Linked DNA regions of Sus scrofa: region 2 is linked to region 1. Evidence: chromatin contacts called from public Hi-C data. All regions are on one chromosome and are shown on one strand. The core of a region is the stretch at or near the end of the contact, and the rest is flanking DNA. Distances in the headings are between cores, read along the strand shown.

Region 1 (6,770 bases), core at 1,274-3,773:
GATTGGACCCCTAGCCTGAGAACCTCCATATGCCACGGGAGCGGCCCAGGAAATGGCAAAAAGACAAAAACAAACAAACAAAAAACCAAACAACAACAACAACAACAACAACAAAAACAGAGTGGACAGGGAAGACCAGGTGGTTATTTACCCAGAGGAAGGAACTGGGAGTTAGTTTGATTGCCCTGTGCCCCAAGAAAAGCGGAAGTCAAGGGAGGTAGAACAGCACTTAACAACAGTCCAAGGAGTTCCTGACGTGGCTTAGGGGAATCTGACTAGCATCCATGAGGATGCAGGTTCAATCCCTGGCCTTGTTCAGTGGGTTAAGAATCTCACACTGCCGGGAGCTGTGGTGAGGTCAATGGTCAAAGGCCTATTGTTTGTTTGTTTTTTGTCCTTTTGTCTTTGTAGGGCTTCACCCACGGCATCTGGAGGTTCCCAGGCTAGAGGTCCAACTGGAGCTGTAGCTGCTGGCCTACTCCACAGCCACAGCCACAGCAATGCCAGATCCAAGCCACATCTGCAACCTACACCACAGCTCACGGCAACACCGGATCCTTAACCCACTAAGCGAAGCCAGCCAGGGATGGAACCCACAACCTCATGGTTCCTAGTTGGATTCGTTTCTGCTATGCCATGATGGGAACTCACAAAAGTCTATTGTTAAGCCTGATACTTCAGGTCTTGAAGTTTTTTTTTAAAACATCCTCATGTCTAAGCTCTGAAGGGAGATTTCCCCTGGAGAGAGTTTTCGTCAACATTTATATGGATCCCCCAGGCTCCTCTTCTTCAAAGAGGTCAGGTGCCAGAACCATGGGGCTACCAGGTGGATGTTAGAAAATCTGGGCTCCTCTCTGGAGCTTCCTGGAAGTTTCTGTGGGCCTCTGGGATTCGCTCCAACCAGAAGTCAGATATGGCAACCAGGAACAGTAACTGCCACTCATGGAGAGCTTTTGGTCCTTGGCATTGGAATGATCCAGAACTAGGAGAGCCTCTCAGAAGCTACCAGTTACTCCTGAAGAGATGGGGCCCTAGGCCTCCTTCTGCTTAGGTATGGTCCTCAGCTCAAGTTTCCATAAATAAAAAGAAACCAGCCAGAGACAGAACTTCTATGGTAGGAGTCTAGGTTTTAAAAGATGTCTGAGATGGTTGATAGCCTTATTGTTTATTAGTTTTATTAAAAATATGGCCAACAGCTTTGGGTTGGCTAGCAAGTGGTAGAAGAGCCTATTTTAACCAAGCAATCCATCCCTTAGGAGGGTGGCAGAAAAAAATGGCTCTCACTCATTAAATCCTTTTTTTTTTTTAAACACCAAGTGTTCGGGTGGACTGCATGCTTGTTCCCATTCCATGAGAGAATTCCCCAAGAGATGCCTTTCTTAAAAAAGACTTGGCAAAAGCAGAGGTGAGGGTGGTAGTGGTGGGGATCCCTAAGCTAACTAAAGACTTTTACCTGGGAGGAACTCCTTGTTTAAAGGGTATTCGGTCAATGGGGGGAGGGCAGGAAGGAGGAAGGGAGAGTCGGCTGTGTCACGAAGAAACAGAGAGCTGACTTTGTCTCAGGTAAATATATACTTTTTTTTTTTAATTTCCCTAATACATTATCTTTTTTTCTACTGTACAGCATGGTGATCCAGTTTACTTTTTTTTTCTTTGTAGGGCCGAACCTGTGGCATATGGAAGCTCCCAGGCTAGGGGTCGAACCGGAGCTGCAGCCACAGCCACGCCAGATCTGGGCCATGCCTGCAACCTACACCACAGCTCACGGCAACGCTGGATCCTTAACCCAGTGAGCGAGGCCAGGGATCTAACCTGTATCCTCATGGATACTAGTCAGATTTGTTTCTGCTGTGCCACAACGGGAACTCCAATATATACATTTCTTATTTGATAAAAATTTTATAATATCCCGCTTTAGCTTAATAGTAAAGATGACTAGGGTCTTTCACACAGAGCCAGGGAGGATCCTTGACCTTGGTGTCCTTCCATGTTGCTACAGGCTCAGATGTATGGTGATGGTGATGCCTTGCAGGATCCAAGTAGCCCTAATTTCTGCTTCCCACAGGGATGGGTAGTTTTACTAAGAGATTGCTGATATTATAGAATATGCCTGAGAAGAGGCAAAACCTGACTCATGTAGCAGAAAGCAGAGAAACGCTCCCATTCGTCCCAGTCTCTCGGGCTAGGAGAAATGAAAAATGGGTTGTGTCTCAATGCCCAGAAGCCTAAGAAGATACATACCAGTCACATTAACACATAGCAGGCTTGGGAACAGGGGGTGGAGCTAGTTTAAAAATACATATGGGGGCATACAAGTGTGACCGGAGCCAGGGGCTTTAGAGAGAAAGGCTTGGCAGAGGCCTCCATCTTCCAGAAACTGGGAAAGGCGCAGAGAAGAAAAGGAAGACATCCTTCAGCTTAAGAACCAATATCTCTGAAGGAATCATTGGACAGTATGACAATGACCTGCCAGAATGTCCAGCTGCAAGTTCCCACAATAAGCAGTCAGTCCAAAGCACTGGAGAGCTGTGAGTGTCCAAACCACGCAGCTAAATAAGGCTCAGGTGGAAAATAAAGGCCATGCGTGAGTGGTGTAACCCAAACAAGTGTCAAGTAAAAACACACTACAGATCAACATGTTATGGGATTGTAAATCCTCTGAACATGGAATGGCTTAGATATTTTAAAAGTCATGGATGTGCATGGAAAGGGCGTGGCGAAAGCTCCCTTATTAAAGGTGCATTTCTCATATTTGTTTTCATTTATCTGATACTTTTTGGCCTAATGACTCATGAAATGAATGAGAGAGAGAGAGAGAAGGAGGGAGGGAGGGAGAGAATGGAACTGCAGAAGCAACACTGTCAACCCTCAGGTGCTCTGTCAGGTAGCAAGAAAGGGTGAAAATTCCGCAAATTTACAGATTTCTTTTGGCCATTTGAAGAAGATTTCAGAATGAGTATAGCTAAGGAATAAGTATTCCTCAGGCTAATTTGTATCAAAGCTCAACTATAAGTGGTGTGATAGGTCCCTACAAATTCATACATTGAAATCCTAACCCCCAGTCCTTTAAGAAGTGCCCTCAATTGGAGAGAACGTCTTTACAGGTTGTGACGTTAAAATGGGATCATTCAGTGGGCCCTGTCCCATTATGACTGGTGTCCTCATAAAAAAAAAAAGAGAGAGAGACACACACATTAGGAAGAGGATGTGAAAACACAAGAAGACAGTCATCCCCAAGCCAAGGCGAAAAGCCTGGAATGGATCCTTTCCTCACAGTGCTCAGAAGGGTTCCAACTCTACCAATACTTTGACTTTGGACTTTCAGCCTCCAGCACTGTGAGAATAAACTTCTGTTGTTTAAACCACCCAGTTTTTTTTTTCTTTTCTTTTAGGGCTGCACCCACAGCACATTGAACTTCCCAGGCCAGAGGTCGAATAAGGGCTGTAGCTGCCAGCCTAAGCCACAGCCACAGCAACTCTAGATCTGAGCTGCATCTGTGACCTACACCACAACTCATGGCAAGGCCAGATCCTTAACCCACTGAGTAAGGCGAGGGATCGAACCTGCATCCTCATGGATACTAGTAGGGTTTGTTACCGCTGAGCCACAACGGGAACTCCTTCACCCAGTTTTTTACGGCAGCCCTTGCAAACCAGCACCAGTGGGGAGGCCCAGCATGCAATGCTGGCCGTGGCAGCAGCAGATTGCCTAAGTGCGAGGGGTAAAAGGACCCATGATTACCACGGCACAGGCATCCAATAAGGCAGAGCTGAGAGACCCAGCTACAGCTCTACAGGGAGGAGTGAGTTTTCCAAGGCAACGATCTGCTATCTCTTCTCAGTGACAACATTCAACCACTGCCTTGATGACCCAGCAATGAACATGATACACTAATTCAATTAGATCCAGCATATTCAGCCATTGCAATATCATAACAAACATTTACAGAGCAACTGCTTGCTCCCGGATTCAAAGTCTGTTCCTACTGAGAGACCTAGTGAAGACCTACAGGGAATGTCCTTGACTCCTTTGAAATTACAAAGGTATTAAGTATGTATGGTTATTTTTCATAACTTTCTTATACTCCTCGCTAAATAAGATTTACTCACACCCATAAATCTGAAGGGGAAAAAAAAAAAAGACATCAAAAAACTCCTGGCTATTCAACACTGAGTTTAAAAACAAGAAACAAAACTGCCCCCAAATCATAGGCAAAATGATCATAATAATATGTATGCAGTGTTTGCGTGGGGAGAGATCAATGCTGGGATCCTGGCAGAGGACACAAGGATAGATAACATGTACATCAAAGCAATCTCGGATTGATGAACAGTTTTGTACCAACAATGAAACTGCCTAATAAAATGTTCAATTTAAATGTTTAATAAGATGACTCATACCCAGTAAGAACCAGGTCTCCTCCCATCTCTTCTGCTGCCAGGTCTCGAATACTTCAAGTCATTTTCACAAGAGCAAACATGTTACAGGAAGGAATGCTGTGCCTCTCCGATGAGTCGGAGGCCCTCCTTCTTGTAGGAAAACCACAGGAGTCTGAGGGCTTTATGCATTCAATTTTAAACTTCAATGTTAGCAGACAGGAGCGTTCTAGATTGTAAATCATTCCTGATCATCAACTGTGAGACAAGGTTTCTGATCAGGCAGCACAGATGTAACCGGGCTGGCTTGGAAAGACACACACATGTCATCCTGGTTATGCAAAGAACAATTTCTCTAACTTCCTGGTAAAAACCTCTTCACATTTACAATTATCACAAAAATCACAGGCTTTTGGGGATTTCCAGAAGTTGTCCAATATTCCACTTCTAAATAGGACAAACAGAGTTACATGAATCTGGTGGTAAACCAACTGACATCTTCCGAGTCGGGGTCACCATCCAGGCTGCACAGGGTGCCCTGCCCAGGAGGGTGGAGGCTGAAAGCCAGCCTGCTCCAGCCCTGGTGCTGCATCTGCCTGGGGAGGCTGCTGTTTTCTAATCACACAAAAGCTAAGGACTCATGCCACAGTCACCTTCTCCTTGCATACCCTTGGGATATAAGTCTATAATCACTTCAGCAAAGAACACTGGTTTTAAACATGTTTAGTTCAGGAATTGACAGCGTCAGTGGGCCAGGACTTTAAAGAATATAGGGGAGTGGTTCAAAATGAGATGTTGGCTGTAGCTATGTCATGTAGGGTCCTTGTGGGCCATTTTGAGAATTTAAAGATTATCCTACAACTGGAGGGAACACATTGAAGGGTCTTAAGCATAGGGGTGATCTGATATGACCTGTGTTTCTAAAAAATCTCTCAGGCTTCTATGTAGATAATGAATCAGAGGGAGCCAGAGAAGATGTGGGAAGGTCCACCTGAGAGCTGGTGGATGAATAATATGATGACAGGGAAGGGGACAGGCTGCATTAGGAGATGGAATTGATGGGACTTGGTGAATAATGAGATGCAGGCTGAAAGTGTGAGAGAGAGGAGGAATGTCCCAGATGTCCAGCTTATGACACAGAAAACTGGGGAGATGATGATGCCATTTATAAAGAACACTGCAGGGGGAGCAAGTTTTGAGGGGTTAAGGTCCTAAATTCAGGTTTAGAGTGGAGATTTACATAAAGCAGGGGGTGAATATTCTAGTCAATGCTAGTCCTCAAGTATGATATTCCATATTACATTTAAAAAAAATAAAATCTGAGAAATACAATTTGAATCACAGTTTTAGAGTACTCTGGGCATATGCTAAGTATAAGGTTATCGTTTTCAAAATTATTCTCCATGACCATGTTTCTGATCCTACCCCCCAGGGTATTTTTGATTTGACCGACCAGTTGCTCTGAGAATAAAGATGTCTCAGAAGAAAAAGAGGAAGACTTATGGTTAAAAAACTTATGGTTAACAAAGGGGATAGGTTGGGGAGGAGGGGTCACTGGGGGTTTGGGATAGGCACGTGCACACTGAGGTACATGGAATAACTGGCTAACGGGGACCTGGCGTATAGCACAGAGAACTCTACCCATATTCTGTGATCATCTATGTGGGAAAAGAATCTGAGAGAGAATGGGTGTGTGTCTATGTATAACTGAAGCAAGAAATGATTACAACCTTGTAAATCAACTATACTTCAATAAAACTTAAAAAAAAAAAAAAGAGAAAAGGACAGTCCATGCAGCAGGCATTCTAGGTCACATAACATGTCAATGGCCATCCCCTTCTTAATCTTGCACCCACGGTTTGTTCCAATCCTCATCTGTGGATTATGGATAAGTCAAGACATCGAATTCATTAAGAGCAGTGAGTTTTCGGGTGTGGCTCCCAGCTCAAGTAGCACCAGCAGAACTTGGGGGCTTCAGTGAAAATTCTCCAGCCCCAGCCTAGACCCATGGAATCGGAAACATGGAGGGTAGACCTGGCAAGCTATACTTTAATAAGTCCTCAGGTGATTCTAACTGTGCATTCAAGTTTAGGAATCACCGATGAGAATGCATCAGACTTCCTTCACATGTTTGGTACCTAATGGTCCTAATTCTTTTTTCCTGTTAACATGTCCTTGGTGCTCCAAAATTATAGTCAACACCTCAGTAAGGCTCCTTCCCCTGGGGCGCCTCCTCCCTTTTGGGTAGCACACTATCACCAGGGGTCCCAGACATCCAGTTTGTCTCCACTAATCTGAATCCTTCACACATCATGAGTCACCTGTTGGCGCACTGCCCCCTTCTGAACTCCCCTCACTTCACTGCTGCTGGACCACTCAGAATGCTGCTTTAT
Region 2 (6,770 bases), core at 2,926-5,425, 95 kb after region 1:
GTACAATTCCTTCAGTCATGGGCATTTTTGGGTGCACTATGGGACAGAAACAGCCACGAGATCTTTCTATTCTGAACGCATTACATTTGCCAACACAAACAAGGATGTGAATGTGGGCCAGTCAAAATGTGAGTCATACCAAGTTCTAGGCAGACATGCAACCAAAGTTCAGTCACAAATGTGACAACACACCCACCTGGATCACTCAGAGTCCAAACCCACATTTCAGAAACAGAAGCTCTTCAAGGGGAACAGACTGGTCCAGGTTTCACTCCAACCCTCTTCTCCTCTGATAACTGCCTAATAAGTGTACAGACTTAAAACTGCTGGAAGGGCCCACTTTTTCATCTAAAATCCAGTTGTTTCGTGTTTTAGATCCTTCAAAGTGGGAAAAACTATTGAAGTAAAAGAAACACTCACTTGGCTTTTTGAAACATTATCAACTAATGCCAAACTGGCATCAATAATTACTATATTTAAAAGAGAGTGTGAAAGATGAGTCTTTGTATTTTCCAGGGTGGGTTGGCTCGATTTCGTTTTGTTTTTTCAATCCATGAACTCCACTTAATAAAGCATCAGTCTTTGTGGTGGTGATATAAGTGACAAAAGCTGTAGACTATTGGCTAGAAAAATGGTTCTGACATGCACTGTGATGAATTTGACATAATACACCAGAGAGGCAAGGAAGTGTATAAGCCCAGAGCAGTTTTTGGATAGTGTCGATTTGGGGGCAGTTTGATGACTGGTTTAATTGTGAAATTATCAACCTTTAGCGGAAGGGAAATGCTGGCCAGAGGACAGACACTTTGTTCCCTTTGTCCCCAAACAACACCTCGTGTCACTAACCTTAACAGCTTTGAATCTTATCCTTACACCCATCTGTTTCACCAAGATTAAAAAATAATAATAATAAAATCATGCCTCCTTAAAAGATTTCACAATAGGCTGCTCAATTAGGATTTTTTTTTTTTTTTTTTTTTTTTTTTAACTTTCAAAGCTAATGTGACTTTCTAGGGAGATCTCTGGGAATTAACAAAAAGCCACCATTATGCTATATCTCTTGCCCAGGTTTCAACTGTGAAGGAACATTTCTTTAGTAAAGAATCAAGACACAGGCCCAAAATATGAATGGATATTCATATATTCATTCAATCATTCATTCATTGTTTGGAAAAAGTAATTCATGTCAGGTCAGGTCAAAACTATGTAATAATATCTCTGCAAAGACAGAATGATGAACAAGGTCTTCGTTCAGGTAACAGTTTGAAAGATGTGCTATTTTGAATGCAGGAATTTTTTAAAATGGGAGATGAAGACTTCAAAGTTACTTTTAAAGTAAAAATTCCTAACATAATCTAAATTAATTACAAAATACAAATATGTCATGAACATGAAAGACAGGTTTTAAAAAGAAGTCAGCTAGTCAGTAACTGAGGAGAAAAAAATGATCTTATTCTGATTTATCTCAGGCTGCTACTGTGAGTGACAAAAAGACTATATAAACAGTTAATGAACTCTCCTTTACTGAACTTGTTTCCAAAAAATGCCTACAATGCCCTTGAAATTAGGCACTATTAATCTGTAACTACACTGTGCACTGAATGTCAAGTCAACATCTGTCCATAAAGGCCAGATTCTCCTATTTTAAATAACTATCGCAACTATGATAGCTGCTGGTCAAAGAATTTAACCAAAACCTGATCCTACCTTTCTCAATAACTCAAACATTGTTCTAGTTTTGTCCCTTCTTTTGGCTATGGCACGCAGTGGCTTGATATGGCATCTCAGTTCCCAGACCAGGGATTGATCCCACGCCACAGCAGTGAAAACATCAAGTGCTAACCACCAGACCACCAGCGAACTCCCTCAAACTTTCTCCTTTGAAAGAACTGTGTTTTACTATATATCACATCTTCCTTCTACACACAGAGGGAGCAAGAAAAATACTGGTTAAACCAAGTATATAAAATTACTGTTACTATTCAAAAGTGTGAATGAAATGTAAAACTTTGATATATTCAAGTCCCTAAGCCAGGACTCGTTTCTTGAAAAGGAGTATAAATAAATTTGAACTTGGCTCATCAGGATAACATCCTTGAGATACTACCTGACTGGTTTTAGGCTCCAGTGAACTCTCACCAGCCCACAAAAATTCTACCTCACCTCTTGCTCTTTCCTGCTGAAAAAGTACATTGGAAAACACAGCATGATTTATGTCCTTCCTACAGAATATAAATAGAAACGATTTGGTCACCGTTATTTCAGAGACATGAGACAATTTCTGTTTCTTAGTCCAAAACACACATCGAAATGAAAATGTTCTGGCCTTTCCAGTCAAGCACACCTTCCCTTTGCAAAAAGCCTGATCTCTATCCACCTTGTGCTAATTAAATTTTCGAGAACAACAATACAGATCCAGGTGTTTTATAAACAACAGCAAAAACAAAACAAAACAAAAAAAAAAAACACACTTCTTTCTTGCCCTGAAACTTAACTGTCACCTGGTTAGAAAGACAGAGAACCTCATGTATGAAGTCTTGCATCTCCACACTTGCCAACTTGGGTTATCAGGTGCAATTTGGTGGCTTCTTTCTTTCCTCCTGTCGGGGAAATGCCCTTTGGTTCAGGCACCTGAGGTGCAGCTTTTGATTCACAGTGAAGTCCACAGTTTCCTCCCAACCTGGCAACAGAAGGCTCCTCACTGCTGAGGAACTCTGGTAAAAGCAAAGGGAAACCTGACTCAGGAGTCTCAGCGCAGACACTCTCTTTCCTTCTCCAAAAGAAAGAGCCTTCAGCGATGATGAGTGAGGATCCTGAATCAGTTTATGGAGTTAATTTTTTTCACCAGAAAACAACTGTAGGACCTGGGCACACAAAATCTCCAAGCAAGAAATAGAAAGGGTTTGAAACCACAAATAAGCAAAAATCAGAATTCTACACTTCCACTTGTCAAAATACCCTTTAGCTCTCGACAGGCCATTGCTTTCCCTAAATACCAAACTTAGACACTCAATCAGGTTCTTCATCTATTGCTCTCTGCACTTCTTATTGAAAGGAAGGATTTGTTTTGGTCCCACATGTTGGAAAATTCATGTTCCTATAATTAAGAGTTTGTATGCCACGCCTTCTGCCACATTTCCCTGTAAAAACTCCCTTCTCTAAAAAGGATCCATGAAAACAACTACCAGCCCTCATCTTTCTCTCAAGCAATCCACAGAAGACAGATCCAAAGGTTCTCGGCAGCCTTCCTAACCCCTCCAGATCACAAAGTTGGCAAGCCATGGGATTCTCCGCTAAAATGTAAGAATGAAAACGAGTTGGCGTTGAAGTGTGCCCCCAAGAGACCGGTTTTCCCACAGGCTCAATGAATTTCCCACACCCCAAATGAATTCCTCAAATCTTGACTATGGAAAAGGATTTTTTATGTTATTATGTAAGAATATATAAACATAACAATGACAGTCTTTCATTTAAAGCAACGCATAATAGGCCACAGGAGAACCAAAAAAATACAAAACTTTTCTCCTCTCTCAAAGAGCATAATGTTTGAGTCCATATTTCATAAACTTTTAGTGACATTTTAAAAGAACACCCCTACACACACACACACACACACACACACACACACACACACACACACACACACACACCACTCCTCTGATCGGGGTTCTCAAGTATTATTAGAAGACTAGGGTGTGGGGGGTTTAAGGACACAGTCAAGATTTTACATGTCGAATTCCGGAGGTATTTTTCCCATACAAACTAGTTGAGAGCCCCAGTTGTTAAGCCCTACCGCACCCCGCAAAAAGTGTGGGTTCCCACTGGGAGAGAGGAGTGAGCTGGGAGAGAGGAGTGAGCTGGAAAAGGAAATCGAGTGGGGAAAAGGAGGAGCAGCTACAACCACACAACGGTGCCACTGCTTGCCGGTCCCCAAGAGAGGACAAACGCCCTTACCTGGGGGAGGAGAGCCGCCCGCACGAGTTGCAAAAGTTCTGGTTCACCTTCGCTCGGAGTTCAAAGCGCCGGCCCTCTGCCCCCACGGCAGTCTGGCCACTCCGAGTCCTCTCCCGGCCGGCTCCCGCCTTCCCCACCCTCTCGGCCCTACACCATGTCAGGAATCCGGGCAGGCACCGAGCTGGGAGCTGACATCACTCCCAGTTCCAGGTACCTCCCCTCCCTCGCGCCCGCCCGCCCGCCTCCCTCCCCGCAGAAATTAGCCAAAGAGAGGACGCCGGGGGGGCGTTGGCGCGCCCCCGCTCGCGCTGATTGGGCCCGCGGGCTGTCAGTCAGAGGAGCCCACTAATTTTACACATTCCTCGCTGAGCCCGGCAAGGGCTGGAAGTGGGTGTTGATGGAAAAAAAATGCTGCCTTTCCTGCTATCTCTAAGGGAGGGAGAATAATGGTACGAGGAAGATCCTTGCGGGTGGCGTTTTAAACTTTTCTTGGCGCATTTACCCTCTCCCAGGTCGGAAACGAAACTAACCCACCCAAGCCCCCTTTTGAAGGAAAAACAGTCGCCTCTGTGTCACGGGCAAGTCCGAGTCCGGCGGCGCGTGGAGCAGAAAATGGCTAGCTTGAAGTCAGGCAAATAAAGGAAAACGCCAGCTCCCTCTGCTAACCCTTTTATCTTGGGACGGCTGGGCGTTCCCTTAGACGGGAAATTTAGAACTTCAAAAGCACTTCGGGAAGATGTGAAGGAGAATCCTAGAAACCGCGACCCAGCTCTGGGTTGTTAACCGGGGGTGTTATCCACCATGCGGCGGCTTTTGCTTTTAGCGATGGAAACCCAGCACACGAGCTTCCAGGCAAATAAAATTGAACCTCTGAAGAACAATTACTATTTACCTTTTTAAAGATCTTAAGGCTGCTGTTTCCATGCACAATTGAAGGGGGATGGGGGTGGGGGAACCTCACAATTGAGTTCAGCAAGCCACAGGAGAATAATTACTGTTGAATGGAACCAATTGCAGTGGCTGAGGAATCAATTAAGAATTAACTAACGTTTACGCTGACAGCTATCAGGCAGTATAATACTCCCGGCCAACAAAACAGAAAGATTCCCAGGAAATGGGTCTTTCAGTTTGCCTAATAACTGCTTGCAAGGCAGGACTAAATGGTGAAAAGTGGCCCTCTTTACATGATATATAGATATATTATCCATCATCTTCTGGAATTACAATGAATGAATTATTGGTTTCCTGTTGGATTTTATTGTTTGTTTTTTTGATGGATGACACGTCATACATTTCACCATCCTGCCAAAAATTGTAGAAGGGAGGCAGAGAGTCCACCATTGTGTCTCACTTCAATCTTCACATCCATCCTGTAAAGTGAGTGTCATTAGCCTCATTTTAACCTAAAGGAATCCAAGGCTCAGCAAGCTTAGGTAAGTAAATTGCTCCAGAACACCCAGGACTGGGGTTGAAACCCAGGTTCATTTGACTCTGAAGCTATTTATTCTCTTTAAAGTAGTGATTGCCCACAGTCTACACTCACTCCAACACTATCATGCTAAAAAAAAAAAAAAAAAAAAAAAAAATCTGAAGACCCAGATAATGCTCACAGACCTGCTCTTTTACCATGATGCTGTTTGTCAAACCTACACAAATTCCAAGCTCCTGACTTGTATTTCTGAATCCATTTCCCTCCAACTCTAAGTCTTTCTATGCACCACTTTGAAAGGCATTTTCTAAAACAGTGTTTGGTTTTACTATCAACATCTTCCCCTCTAAATCAGGGCCCCCTCCCCTTCTCTGCCATTCCTAGTGGGACATTTAAAACTCCCTGATCTTGGCCTCTGTGTACCTTTCCCACCTTATCTCCCACTTCACTCCTGGGAGAAACTACTGCAGTCAAACTGGTCTACTCTCAGATTCTTGCTTGCATCTCACCTCTTGGCCTGGAATCCCCACTCGTCTGTGTGAGTTCTGTGGCAGTTTTTTTGTTTTGTTTTTGAGAACCTTTAAGATCTACCCTCTTAGCAACTTTCCAAGATGTAATACGGTATCATTAACTGTAGTCATTATGTTGTGCATTACATCCCAGGGACTGATTTATTTTATAACTGAAAGTTTATACCTACTATTTTGGCTGCCCCAGCAGCATGTGGAAGTTCCTGGGCCAAGTATTGAACCTGAGCCAGAGCGGTAACAGCACCTGGTCCTTAACTGCTAGGCCACCAGGGAACTCCTAGAAGTTTGTACTTTTTGACTCCCTGCTTCTGTGTATTGAGTCCCACCCTTTTCCCAAAGACTAGTTAATTAAAGTCCCTGACCTTGCTGTGCCCTACAGTGGACAGAAAAAGGGGTCCATTGTCCAGTTCTGCTATTTACTTGATGTGCAACTTGGACCAAGTCATTAAAATATCCATCAGAAACCTAATTACCCCTTTTATAAAATGGGACTGATAATACATCAAAGGTTATTGGTGGGATTGTACAGATGTGTAAACATATGGTTATATATATTTAGTTATATAACTTTCCTGTCTTGCCAAACTCTGAAGAGGATGCTCCATGCCTAATACCTCCTTATATTCCATATATTCAATTCAAGGAAAACACTCAATAAAAAAACAGGGGGTAGGGAGCTCCCACGGTGTTGCACTGGGTTAAGAATCTGACTGTTGTGGCTCAGATCACTGCAGAGGTGTGGGTTCAATCCACAGTCTGGTGCATTGGGTGAAAGGATCCAGTGTTGCTGCAGCTGCAGCTTAGATTCAATTCCTAGCTTGGGAATTTCCATATGCTGTGGGTGTGGCAAAAAAGAA

Evidence for each region. A called contact is a pair of places that touch in the nucleus more often than the background predicts.
Region 2: a contact with region 1 is called in a Hi-C map of skeletal muscle, with 1.9 times the contacts expected there. The contact joins the promoter of PPFIBP1 here to the enhancer-like site in region 1. A contact is called at or near these places in 6 of 47 Hi-C or Micro-C datasets (embryonic fibroblasts, liver and skeletal muscle) and 1 of 2 datasets of contacts at active chromatin or transcription factors (skeletal muscle).

Annotation. Positions count from the first base shown.
Region 1 is chr5:46,125,313-46,132,082 of Sscrofa11.1, forward strand. The region is part of intron 2 of PPFIBP1 (liprin-beta-1); the gene reads right to left. Among named protein-coding and RNA genes, the nearest start is that of C5H12orf71, 18 kb to the right of the region's middle. Within about 2 kb of position 2,524, at least 5 of the 83 cell types and tissues checked have an H3K27ac peak or open chromatin away from gene starts, as enhancers often do. A contact at or near this core is called in skeletal muscle, where this site is marked.
Region 2 is chr5:46,218,719-46,225,488 of Sscrofa11.1, forward strand. It overlaps PPFIBP1 (liprin-beta-1), which reads right to left and starts at 4,176. Exons shown (of 28, transcript XM_021092144.1): 1 at 3,955-4,176.